Linked DNA regions of Mus musculus: region 2 is linked to region 1. A link is a contact called in public Hi-C data. All regions are on one chromosome and are shown on one strand. Each heading gives the region's core, a stretch centred on a gene start, on an enhancer-like site or on the middle of the called end of the contact. The rest is flanking DNA. Distances are from core to core; before and after follow the strand shown. Region 1 overlaps Cacna1c (calcium channel, voltage-dependent, L type, alpha 1C subunit). Region 2 holds the start of 1700080F18Rik (a long non-coding RNA gene).

What was found. A called contact is a pair of places that touch in the nucleus more often than the background predicts.
Region 2: a Hi-C map of uterus shows a contact between it and region 1. The contact joins the promoter of 1700080F18Rik here to the enhancer-like site in region 1. A contact is called at or near these places in 1 of 484 Hi-C or Micro-C datasets (uterus), 1 of 115 datasets of contacts at active chromatin or transcription factors (embryonic stem cells) and 1 of 9 other capture datasets (adipose tissue).

Annotation. Positions count from the first base shown.
Region 1 is chr6:118,789,223-118,795,746 of GRCm38.p6, reverse strand. The region is part of intron 3 of Cacna1c (calcium channel, voltage-dependent, L type, alpha 1C subunit); the gene reads left to right. Among named protein-coding and RNA genes, the nearest start is that of 1700080F18Rik, 48 kb to the left of the region's middle. Within about 2 kb of position 3,641, at least 62 of the 459 cell types and tissues checked have an H3K27ac peak or open chromatin away from gene starts, as enhancers often do. A contact at or near this core is called in uterus, where this site is marked.
Region 2 is chr6:118,836,414-118,843,117 of GRCm38.p6, reverse strand. 1700080F18Rik (a long non-coding RNA gene) reads right to left here and starts at 2,530. Exons shown (of 2, transcript XR_003956354.1): 1 at 1-2,530. All of the region lies in intron 3 of Cacna1c (calcium channel, voltage-dependent, L type, alpha 1C subunit), which reads left to right.

The DNA of each region.
Region 1 (6,524 bases), core at 2,392-4,891:
TTTGCTTTGCTTTGGGCTGGGGAAGCTTCTCTCATTCTCTCCGTACCTTGACTTTAGCCTTCAAACCACCGTAAGCCAGGCCCATCTGAGAAAAGATTCTCTTCCCCCCTCCCCCTTTAAAAGATTCATTGATTTTTATTTTATGTGTATAGATGTTTTGCCCACATGTGTATCTGTGCTGCACAAGTGTGCAGTGCCTGAGGAAACCAGAAGAGGGCGTCAGATTCCCCGGGACTGGAGTTATAGATGGTTGCCAACTACTCTGTGGGTGCTGGGGACTGAACTGGGATTCTCTCCAGGAACAACAAGTGCTCTTAACTACTGAGTCATTTGTCCAGTCCCAAGAGTCTTTTTAAAAAAAAATTTAATTATTAAATGTATGTGCATATGCATGAGTGTAAATGACTCTATGTATATCAAGTGTGTACAGGCACCCACAGGAGCCAGAAGAGGGCATCAGTTTCCCTGGAACTAAAGTTGCAGGTGGTTGTGAGCTACCACAAACTGCTGGCCACCAAACTCGGGTCCTCTGCAAGAGCAGTGAGCCCTTCTAACCGCTGAGACTTCTCTCCGGCCCATAGAAGAGTCTTGGTGGGAGACTCTTCTGGATCTGGCTGGCCTATGGGTGACGGTCTTTGGCCTATGGGTGATGGTCTTGATTGTTGATTGATGTAGGAAGACCCAGCCCATTTCCACTTTACCGATGTCTAGGCTGTGGATCCTGAATTATGAGACGGGAGAAAGCTGGATGAGAACAAGTGGGTAGCTTGCTTACTCTACTTCTGACTACAGATGTGATGTGACTTCTTGCTTAAGTTTCTGCCCTACTTCCCTGAATGATGGGCTCTAACCCGGAACTGTAACCCAGACAAACCTTTTCCTCCCCTACATTGCTTTTTGTGCAGATGTTTCATCATACAACAGATAGGAAACTAAATCGGTGACTATTCGCCGTGTTTTCAGGCTCCTTTGTCGTAAATATGAGCACAGACCTGGTGTAAAGCTCTGGGGGAAGCAGAGTGCAGCCCGGGGACAGATAGGACAGATAGGGCACTGCAGAGAAGCGACCTAGGGCTTGTGCTCAGGTCTCTGTGGGGCTGCTAAAACTCACCAATAAGAAAAAAAAAATAGCAATCCCGTGCAATGGTGTCTGAATGAAAGACAAGACTTTGCCCCTGAAAGACTGCAATCTAACTGAGAAGGCAGCGTCTAATGAACCATGTAAAGTTAACGATATCACAAGTAAATTAACAGCAAGGAATACCACAAGGTGATCACTATTCAGCCAAAGGCCAAGGAAGTGAAATGGAATGTTGAATCTTTAAGATTGGATAACGTCTCAGGATAGAAACAGATACTATAAGCCTGAGGCTGAGGTGAGGATAATTTAGGTAAAGTGTTAGACACTGGAAGCCCAACTTCTATTCCAAAGGCAAGGCATAGAAGATATAGGCAAATTATGGCTAGAAAGATGGTGTCCCCTCCTCTTACTATATAGTGACTTTAAAAAACTCTCTATTTAGCTTGTGTGTCTTATAAGTTGGTTGTTGGGATTGGGCTCAGTTGTGCATTTTGTTGGTCCTAGCATAGAAGTCTTAGCCAGGTCATTGGTCATATGTCTACTATGAGCTGGTGGGATGCTGGAGCTGGCCCTGGCTGGATGGGATGCTGGAGCTGGCCCTAGCTGGATGGGATGCTGGAGCTGGCCCTGGCTGGTTGGGATGCTGGAGCTGGCCCTGGTTGGCTGGGATGCTGGAGCTGGCCCAGGCTAGATTGGCTGATTGTATCATTATTTCTAGTAGTCTAGCTGAAGTTTGTTTCTACAGAGAAATGCTTCAGAGCCTGACAGCTCAAGGCTTAGATGTTATATCCTGTAACTTCTGCAGTGTTCTCTTGGCCAAACAAGTGACAAAGCCAGCTTAGCTTAAAGAAGCAAGGGAATGATCATTGACTCTTGAGAGCATCACTAAGTAGTCTAGGCTGACCTTGAACCCGTAATCCTCCTGCCTCAGCCTTCAGAGTCCTGGTAGTAAAGGTGTTCACCACAGAACTCAACTTGCAATGCAGCTGTTTTTAACAGTTTCCAGCCGGGCAGTGGTGGCACACGCCTTTAATCCCAGCACTTGGGAGGCAGAGGCAGTCAGATTTCTGAGTTCGAGGCCAGCCTGGTCTACAAAGTGAGTTCCAGGACAGCCAAGGCTACACAGAGAAACCCTGTCTCAAAAACAAAACAAAAAAAAAACAAAACAAAACAAAAACCAAAAACAAACAAACAACAACAAAAAAAAAAACAGCTTCCATTGGTGGGTTGGTTGGATTGGAGGCCAGAGGATGCCTTCATAGAAGGGATGTAGGAAGTATCCATTGAACCAGAGAACTTGGCTACCTGTGGCCTGTGCCATTTGCAGAAAAGATTCTTTGATGTTTAGCAGGATGAGAATAGGAGTGTAGTGTGCATGTGTGATGGTGACAGGGACAGTTAGTAGAGGTGGTGAGTGGTTGTTATTCTAGGATGATAGCCGGTGATCGTCTCTTTAACCATTTCCACTTGGCAGAATAATAGAATGGCAACCCTATGCCTATCTGAGGATGCTGCATGCGGCAAAGGCAGAGCTTAAGCTGGAATGGACCAGATGAGGGCCAGCAAAATACTTATTCTCAGCTACATAAGAAAAGCAAGACCTAGGGTGAGACCCAGCGAATCAGCAAACACCCCTGAAGGGACAGGCCTGGGATTTCGCAGGTTGTTAGGAAACTCAGGCCCAGAGCAGGAATTGGTCTCCCACAAACATACACCACACAAACAGACACACATAGGCCCCTTCCTATGCTCTCTGATGTTGCAGGATCACTGTGTATGTTATAGAGAAGCCGAAAAAAAAAAAAAGACACAGGATGTTTAAATACAGTGTGGGGAAGTGGGGATGATTACAATCTTGAAGCAAAACATGCGTACACATTAGTAGATTAATCCTAAGTCCCAGAATGATAGCCACAGAGCCGTTAGCCTGGCAGTTCAGACTTTAGCATATGAACCTGAGCTGGGGCAGGCACAAACAGACAGTAACAAGTAGTGTTCCTAACTTGCCATCGATCTGCTGTTTAGGTTCATCCTGAGTGAATAGGGCCAAGATTATTCCTAACTGGAAGGCAAAGACATTGAATGTCTTACCTGGAGATCAGAAATTAGTTAACTGATCTGGTAGACCTGCCCCCACTTGCTCATCCTTAGTCCCGTCTTGGGGGGCAGAAAGGCATGGAACCAATGCTGGACTGTCATGTACAAAAACACTGCTTGTCTCCTCTTTTCTTGCCTTACATTGAGCAGCCTCAGTCTGTCCTCCCGTCAGTGATTGCTGCTTGTATCTTCCTGGGTCTGCAGTGGTCAGTGTATGGCTGTCAGCTCCTAGAAGTACAGATCACCCTTTCTGTGTGTTTTCCACATCTCTCAACAGGAAGCTGGGTCCATGGAACCATGCCCTACCTCCCTGCCCTGGCTGGCTGCTGGCCCAGCTGATCCTCTTGCCTGGGGGCTGCTTACTGCTGATTCTGTCCACCCATTGCTTCAGTCTGTGGGCAGCTCTTTCTCATTCCCCACCCTCGGAGCCCAAGCTGTTCTGCTGCAGAGCATCCTCCTCCTGGGTGCCAGAGAGGGCCAGGGGTGGGGAACACATATGAGAAAAAGAATACCGTGGCTAGAAGTAGCCATGGAGATCGTTTACATTCTTCAGGCTGGGGAGCTTGCCAGCCGCTCTGATAGCCAAATTCCGAAGACTCCAGCACAACAGATCTTGGATGGAGGCCCAGAGCAGGTCTAGGTGCCTGAGAGAGCCAAGTTTAGGAGCTTATGATAAATTAGCCTTTTCATTTCGTGGATGAGAAAATATAGGGTCTGCAGAGGCTGGGTGACCTCCCCCCAGGTCACCAGGTAGCATCAATGAGACTAAAAGTGGAACCCAGAGTTCTACAGTCCATCACAGAGCTGTTACTCGTCCTGTAAAATGTGACTGTCAATTTGCCTGCCACGGGCCGAAACTATGTATATAAAGATATATGTAAAGAACTGTGCCCAGGACCTGGCGAGAAGCATGAAGCAGGAGCTAGGAACCCTATTTGGCTGAGCTATCTCCCTACTATGGCAGTGACCAAGGAAGCCATAGCAAGCAGCACTTGGGTGGCTGTCCTGCAGCTTCACAATGAATATCCTGTGACATGGGGCTTAGAAAACATCACAGGGACTGGGGGAGGGGGCGCTGCAGGGATCTAAAGCCCTTGGCGCCTGGAGTTCCATGAGCTGAGATTTTTCACCACTGAACTCAACTCCACCTGGGAAGGCAACCCATAGTTCACCTCCCCACTGCAAAGGTCCCTGAAGGAAGAGATCTTGAGTCACCTTTACTGTACACTCCATTTTAGGGCATGTCCCACCGTTTTCTGCTTTCTGTTTTATATCATTGTAATTGAACCGATCCGCAGGCAGGGCAGGCCAATTTTTACAAGGAAAAGGAGACACCCACAAAGAGCCAGAATTATCCCTGTTTACAGCTCACAAGAAACATTTTTAAAATGAGATATGCCTTTAGGATAGCCAGGCAGCCATCTAGTCACTGATGGCTCCTCTGTGGCCTGTAGGCTGTGTGCAGCATGTCTGCTCTCCCAGCTACACCTGCCCTCGCTAGTCAATGGTCACTGTCCCATTCCTGGAACCCTGTGGTTGTCTCCCTAAGCAGTCCAAGCCATCCAAACATCTTCCTAAAACAACTAAACAACTATTATCCTTCACTCGCAGACTACTGCCATTTCATCACCATGGTGTTCTCTATCTATCTATCTATCTATCTATCTATCTATCTATCTATCTATCTATTGATCCATCCATCCATCTACCTATCTTCTATCTATCTGTTTCTCTGTCTCTGTCTGTGGTAACTTCTCTCTCTCTCCCGCCTTCTTGTGCTCTGTCTTTCTCAATCTCTCTATGTATGTGTCTCTTCCTGTCTCTCTCCCGGCTGTGGTGTCTTCTCTCTCTCTCTCTCTCTCTCCCTCTCTCTCTCTCTCTCTCTCTCTCTCTTCTCTGTGGTGTCTTATCCCTCTACCCTTCCCCCCCCCATGTCCCCAAGATTGGGGCATAGGGCCTCCACCACTGAGCTACAGCCTGAGCCCTTCACCCTGTTTCTTAAATCCAGGTGCAACATCCTTAATATAAAATATGGACTCTGAGCTATTACTCACAGCCTGCTGTAACTTAAGCCTTTCTCTTTCTCCCTGGTGTTATTCTAGGTTACAATAAGTACAGAATACTGGCAGCTCCTTCCTCGTTGCAGCGAACACTGTCGTCACCACCACCATTATGCTATTTTCACAGATTCGTATATTTTTTCACGAAATATTTGTTCTACACTGAAAACTAAGGCAAAAAAAAATGCCCTGCCTTTTGTGTCTCCCAGGAACCTTATTGCCTACATGTGCGTTTTTCATGCATCTAAGATTCAGCTATCTAACGTCAGACACACCAGCCTCCACCCTAGCAAATCTAGCCCTTCTTTTGTCCTGCACTTCTGGTGTCTGCAGTGCTCACTGAAGGGCTGTCCACAAGTAGTGTTGCTTGATAATTTGTCTCCATGATGCAAACCATCCAGCATCCTATAGACCGGGAGCCCATGGGTGGAGGTAGCACCCTACTCGATTTCATTTCTTAATTGATATTTGTGAATATTTATGGGGTGTGATAAGGTAACTGTGAACACACCTATAAGGCATAATGATCAGCTAGGTAGAATTTGCATCCCCCCACCCCAATGCTTTTACTTGGGTGAGTCAGGCAGGATCTCCCGGTCTCTGCTCTTAGTGACTGTACTACATGGCTATAGACCATAGTCTCTGTGCTGTGCTGTAAAAGGCCAGAATTAGTTGCTTCTGTATATTATATGTTGGTGCCTATTTCCAGGACACATTTCCTGCCTCCCATCCCCAGTCTCTAGTGATTATTTCAGTCTTTCCTATAAGATTGACCCTCCTGATCTTCATGTGTGAGTGAGATCATACCACTCTTACAACTGTAGTCCATGTCTCTGGAGTGAAGGGTCTTATTTAATTCACATGGTGGGGGTGGAGAAGGGCTGTCTAAGAAGGAGGCCATCTTTCACTGTGCCTGCAGTTGCACACCAAGAGGTGAGTGCAACGCCTGGGAGAGCAAGGCACACTGTCATCTGTGAGGAGCTTCCAGCGTGAGAGGAAGGGCAGGACTAGCATGTTAACCTTGGTGACTCTCACTGTTTTTGAGCCTCCATGTTGGAGAAATGTGCCTGTTCCCAGCTCTGTACAAAAGCATTGTGGGGACTAAGGATGCAGTGATGTAGCTCCAATCCCCAGAGTACCCAGTTCCTAGAGTGAGCCACGAGATACACTCAGAAAACTTGTCATGCAGGCTGTAGAACCAGATAGTAATATACTAAATGAGCAGACAGACAGACAGGAACTGGCTAAAGGCTGGGATGAGCACGGGAGAAGGAGGTCACTAGGCC
Region 2 (6,704 bases), core at 1,281-3,780, 48 kb before region 1:
TGTGCTCTGAAAGGAAGACACTGACCCTGGGTTAATGTCTTTGGGCATCATTTGTGTGGTTTGAATCTGTTTCATGCAGAACAAAATTTGTCATTTTTCATGTCACTTTTTGCACTTGTTTTTGCTGCTTTAATGTATAAAGAAGCCTGTTTCTTTATAGGAAGAACACCTGTGATTTTGGGCAACTGAAAAGCAATAGCTAGACTACGGGTTTGGGTTGGGTTGGGTTGAGTTGAGACAGGCTCTAATGTATCCCAAGCTAACCTTGCTTGGTTCTCCTGCCTCCACCTCATAAACGCTGTCATTATAGGTGTGTGCCACTATGCTGGTTTTTGTGGTGCTGGAGATGAAACCTTGGGCCTCATGCATGCTACATCAGTGTTCTGCTGCCTGAAGTACATCCCTAGCCTCTAGACAATGGTCTGTTACAAACCTAGCCTGCAAAGGTCGGAATGATGGTGGGAGGCATGGGAGTATGTAATCGTGTGCCTGGGGTGTGTCGCAATGTTGAGCGGCCTCCTCCTCAATCTGGTGATACTCGACTTAAGTATCGCTCTCTTAGAGCCTTCTACCGGTTCTTATCAACTGGGCCCTTAATGGGTCGGTGAGGTCCTAGCTGTTTCCTCGAGCCCCTTTGCTCCCCTGAAGAATGCATGCAGAAGCCATTTGAGGCAGCATCCGATGTGTCATCCTATTGCAATAAGATGGCTGGGACATTTGCATTTTCAACAACACTCTTGTTCTTTTTGCTGGGAATTGAAACACTGGCTGGGGGTGGGGGTAGGGGTGGGGATGGGAGTTGGGTTGGGGTACACAGAGAGAAACTCTCCCCAACAGCCTCATCCTCTAGGCCCCTCAACCCCAAACAGAGGTGCTACCCATTCTAGACACAAGAAAAGCTCAGCTTCTACAAGGCTCATGCCCATGCATATCACAGACGCCTGCTCTGGGCTGAAAGCTGGCACGCAAGAGCTCTGCCAGTGAGCAACATTAGAATTACAGACATAATAATACTAATTAACTTTCCCAGGCCTGTGCTCTCTGCATTTATTATTTGTAGAGAGACAAAGCCTTAAATAACAGGGCCAGCCTCTTTGGGAGCCCCACTTGGGGTGAGGACTGTCCTCATTACAGCAAGTGAGATGGATGGTGTTCTCAGACCAGGGCACATCATGGGAAAGCCTGCAGCAGGTGTAGCCTCCTTCTTAGCCAGCCCTGAGGCTTTCCACTGGCACCGTGTGGGGCAGGGATGGGGAGAAGAGAATCAATTTCTAGTGGTCTGGCCTCTCCTAAGGTTCACGTCCTCAGCATGTGCCTTCCTAGGCTACAGTGAGCCCCTGTTACTGGTGCTCAGCTTGGCTGCCTGTGATCCGAAGGCTCCCTACTTCTCAGTCCCTGCCTTATCATTTATGAATGAAGAACAGTGAGGAGGGAATGACATCAAATGTCTTTGACCTGGACGTGCTTCAAAAGGTTCCTGAAGCTCCTGGAATCGTATACATATGGAATGTGCTTCTGGCCACTCTCTCGGGGGCTAGCCATCCATGGCTAACTGCTGCTTTCAAAGGGTCTTTGAACTCAGGGTTAAGGTCATGAATGAGTTGGTCCCTGAGGGCCCCTCCACTTCTGCCCATTGATGACTTTAGAGCACTCATTCTCAGCACTTGGGTCGTGACCCCTTTGGCAAGCCCCCATCTCCAAAAATACTTACATTATGATTCCTAACAGTAGCAAGAAGTACAGTTAAGAAGCAGCAACAAAGATAATTTTATGGTTGGGGATCGCCACACCATGAGGAACTGTGTTAAAGGGTCACAGTGTTAGGAAGGCTGAGACTCACTAACTTAGAGCCATCGAAGCTGATGCATTTTGTCACACCCAGCAATGGGTTTGTGGAGACATGTGGTAGAGCCTTGGATTGGAAACACCCTATAAATTAGCTACTTTAAAGTAACTGACCTACTGGGCTTCATCACATGGGTTTGCTGTAGCGTTCCTACCTCTCAGCACCAGCTCTGAGAGCATCCCCAGGTTGTCCTCTATGTAACTTCTATCAATTTGGGGAGCACTTCTGCTGTTGGGCAGCCTGCTTTGTGGTCGTGAGCTAAGATGGTCTCCCTGAGCTTGCTGCCTGGGGGGGGGCATCCACGCTACCACTAAGATGGACATGCGACCTCTTACCTCTTGCACTCACAGAGCGGTAGAGAGCATTTCTTATTGGCAGTTTAATAATAAATGGATTGACTGTTAGAAACGCTTGGGAAGCTCACTCTGGGCTGTTGGACGGATGCTGTGAGAAAATCCAAACAATCACCTTTGAGGAATTCCAGGAGAATCTGGAGACTAACTGGAGATTAATTTCCAGGGACTTCGCAGTGCTTCTAAGTTGATACTGCTGCCACCCAGCTACAGAAAGGATATACATCTCTCTCTGTTCTGAACACCCTTGCTCTGACCACCAGTTCTTAACCATGGTCCAGGAGGTCGCTAGGTAGAATTCCAATGTGTCTCTGAAATAGGATGAAAATGGTTAGATCTTTGCTTTCAGACTTCTAGCGTGTATTCATCATGACTTTTCTTTATGATTGGAGGCAACATTAGTACTTCTATGACTTTTTCCACTGCTAGAAATCACTTTAAATCGAATTAAGGTAGGTGCAGGTACTCAAAAGTTTATGATAGGTAGCCACTTAACTCCAGACCACCAGTAGGTGAGAGGCGGTTTATCTTAGGGTTGGGATCATACACTCTAAAATCAGCAACCCTGCATTTGACCAAGCGTAACATCATATGTACTGTTCAGTTATCTTTCTCTTCATTAAATGCTGTGCTCTGCCTTTTAGGCATGCCTGGGCAACCCTAAGTACCAAATATGGAACTATTGCTGTTGCCCCATGCAGATAGCCTGTGTGGTAGTTGGAAAACTCAGGAAGAAAGGGGTGATGGGATAAGATGTATCAATCAGCTTGCTGTAGACCGAATAATTACTGGAGACAATCAGCTAAGAAGTCTGTTTCTACTGGCTACAGAGTGTGAGCACTTGGCTCTCTCTGTTGCTTCTGCTGGTGAGAGCTTGCAGCAGAGAAGGCTTGTTCATCTCATTGTGGCCAGGAGACAAAGAGACAGGAAAGGAACGGAGTCCCAGGATTTCTACTGCCAGCAACCTAATCCAAGTTTTCACTGCTTCTCAGTAGCCCCAAAACTGGGGACCCAGTGTGCAGCGCACATGGACCTCTGGAGAACACTGAAGATGCAGACTGCAGCAGATAGTAAGAGGAGAAATGGGACCAAAGCGTGGGGTGGTGGAACAATGGTGAGTCAGAAGCCTGGAGTTTCCCTTCTGATGCTGCCTTCATCAGGTCCTGGCTCACAAGAACAGTAATGTGGAACAGCCATGTGAGGGGGTGGGAGGACCGTGCCCTTCCTCCTTAGGTTCTAAGTCATAATGTCTTGATGGCTGGTGGAGTGAGGGGTCAGCTGTGACTCTGGAGTAAACCATGCCTGTTATAAATAGAAGGGTCAAGTTCCAAACTGGGAGGAGGGGTGGAGCCAAGGAGGCAGCCTAGCAAGCTGGGGGTTTTCAGCACCCCTTTGGCAGCAGAGATAAAGTTAATAAACAGAACCATCCCAAGAAACGGTTCCACGTCAGAGTCAGTCGAGGTGAGGAGCCTCTTCCCACAACTTCTTGGAAAAATAGAGACCCAGAGTTTGGAGACAAAAGGAAATAAAGCCAGTCAAAGTGCCCGTATTTACACAGTGGCCTTCACAGAGCAACCATCCAGGATAGCGCACTGGAGTATGAGCTAGGAGCAGGAGAGGGAGGAGCCAGTTCAGATGTGTTCAGCTCAGCTTCCTCCTTCAGTCACTGAGCAGAACTGTTTAAGGAGCAGCCTTTCACCTCCTGGCCTGACTTCCTGCCAGAGGTGCTGATGAGCAGGGAAGCTTCAGAAGCTAGGACCTCAAGCGGTCACACAGTTGCCGTGTCTAGAGACAAGCAAGCATTCTGCCTCCACTGATCTCACATCACACACGTTCACAGTGCCGCCACACTCCTTCCCTGCAGCCCAAGGTCCCTGCAGCTTTCTGCCCAGGCAATCACGTGCCACTCTTTATCTGAGAGGTCTTTATCTTTTCAAAGATGGTCTGTGTTCTTCATCTTTCTCCTCCGTTCTCAGCTTGCCTGGTGGCACATTTCCCACCCTTTCTGCCAGCATGTTCTTTCTGACCCATGTTACTTGGCAGTGTTGTGCTCCATTCTCCAGTCCTACTTCTGCTTTGCTTGTAGATCCTGGAACTGCGCATAGACTCCCTGAAGGGGCTTAGCAAAAGTGGGTTCAACTGGCTCTCCATCCCCCAGCACTCCGCCACACTCCCTTTCTTTGTGAAATAGAGGCTGGATGGTGTCTTCTGCAGTGCACAACCAGGGTCGTCTCACCCAGGCTCTCTCTTCTTTTGTATGCATGGACTCCACCTCACCATCAGTATTTACGAGCACAGTAGGCCAGGCAGACAGCATCAACCCTGCTTTCGAGGAGTTTACAATCTAGAAGGGGGTAGGGTGGAGATGCACTTCATTTAAAATGGCACTGCTGTTTGGTGTTTCCTGAAGAGTGCTGAGGAGATACCTAGCAGTATGTAAGCTTTGTAAGCTTTGGGTAGCTCAGCCCCGCGGTTATTTAGAGAGGACGAGGAAGGATTTTAAAGGCAGAGACCATTAAGGATAGCTAAAGTTTCCAGGGCGATAACACAGTCTCATCCATGGAGAGATGTGTAGCAGGAAAGAGGGTGAGGAGAGTCTGTGGAGTACAAGCAGAGGAAGCAGGTATTGTAAACACTGGGAGGAGCCAGAAAGATTACACGGTCTTTTCTTAAGAGATCTGCCACCAACTAGGAATGATTGATGACAAGACAGACGGCTAGAAATGAACATGATCTTGTGCACCTGAGAATAAAAATAATAAAGAAGTTTTCAAAAAACAGGAGTGAGCCACGCAGCAATGGTGCACGCCTTTAATCCCAGCAATCAGGAGACAGAGGTAGGCAGAGCTTTGTGAGTTCCAGGCTAGCCTTGTCTACAAAGTGAGTTCTAGAATAGCCAAGGGAGACAAAAGAGAGGGGGGGGGAAGAGGGAGGGAGGGAGGGAGGGAGGGAGGGAGGGAGGGAAGAAGGAGGAGGAGGAGGAGGAGGAGAGAGAGAGAGAACAAAATGGAAAGGAAAGGAAAGGAGAGGAGGGGAGGGATGAGAGGGAGGGAGGGAGGAAGAGAGAGAAAGAAAGAGAGAACAAAAAGGAAAGGAAAAGAGGGGAGGGGAGGGGAGGGAAGGAGAGGGGAGGGGAGGAAAAACCAGGAAGGATTCAAAAGCGCAGAACTTAAGTTAATATCCACAGGTGTCACAGCTAACCAGGAGCCAGGAGCAGCCATGGCTTCCTATGTTAGATAACTCAATAAACCAAAGTTGTAAGTGGAACCTATCTTTTGCCAGCCAGTTTCCCTTCCACCCGGGGGGGGGGGGGAGGGAGAACTACACAGCATTTGTGGGGGGGGGGAGAAGGGGAACATAGGACATGGTTGAGAATGGTAGTTATGTAGTATCGTCTGTTGTTATGATACAATTTGCATTTAAACTTGGTAAAAACCCATTAGCTGCCAAGAGGGAATAAGGAATCAATTTCCAAGAATGTACAATTTCCTCTAGAGAAGTCTCCAAACCAAAACACTAATTTACATGAAAAGCTGTAAAGAACGTAGTGGAAAAGTACATTCATAAGAAATTTTATTACACCTACATAAATTTAATACATGTGTTCTTAACAATTAGTCTTGGATTATTCATGAAAACTTCATAAAACATTAAACAGAACTGGCCATCCTCTCAAGCTATTTCCATGCTAAATACTTTCCACTTGTAATTTATGAAATAATTTTCAATGAATTATGGCACTCTAAGGAAAACATACAATATTTTATAAAGAAAGTTATACTGCTCTGGGAAACTACTTGACAACTAAATGATTCAGTAACTTTTCTTCACTTTCTTTTTTTTTAATTTTTCATTTATTTTAAAGTATACTTTTATTTGTTGAGGATTTCATGCATGTGTGCAACGTATTTTGATCATATTTACTGACACTCCTCTCGCCCCACCCCCTCTCCCAGGATCCTCCCTTATCTCCCTGTGAACATCACGTCCGGTTTTCATCCACTAATTCGGTTGGTGCTGCCTTTATTATGTATCCGGCTAAGCCATCCACTGCAGGAGGGAAGCCTACCAGGGGCCAGATTCCCTGAAGAGAACTGGCCCTCTGCCCCAGCAGCCATCCACTGCTGATAGCTCTCAGCTTCCCCAATCCACGCTGAGCTTTTGACTGGCTTGATTTGGAGCAAGTCTGATGTGGGAATCAAGGCCTGCTCTGGGTTCATGTGTGCAGTGAGCATGTCATGTCTACAAAACACTGTTTCATATCGGCTAAATATTTTTGTAGCTGGACAAGTATTTTTTTTAAATCACGGGAGCAGAAAGAACTAAAGGGGCTCAGACACAGCGGATGTAAATTAACCTTTTGCTGCTGTGCTTGATACATGAAATGATCAGGCATTCATTCTTCCTGCATGCTTATTCTTCTGATTGTTCTCCTTGGAAACACTGAAATCCAAGTAAGTCTAAGTAAGGCACATAAGCAAGAAATAATGGATGTAAACGGGTAA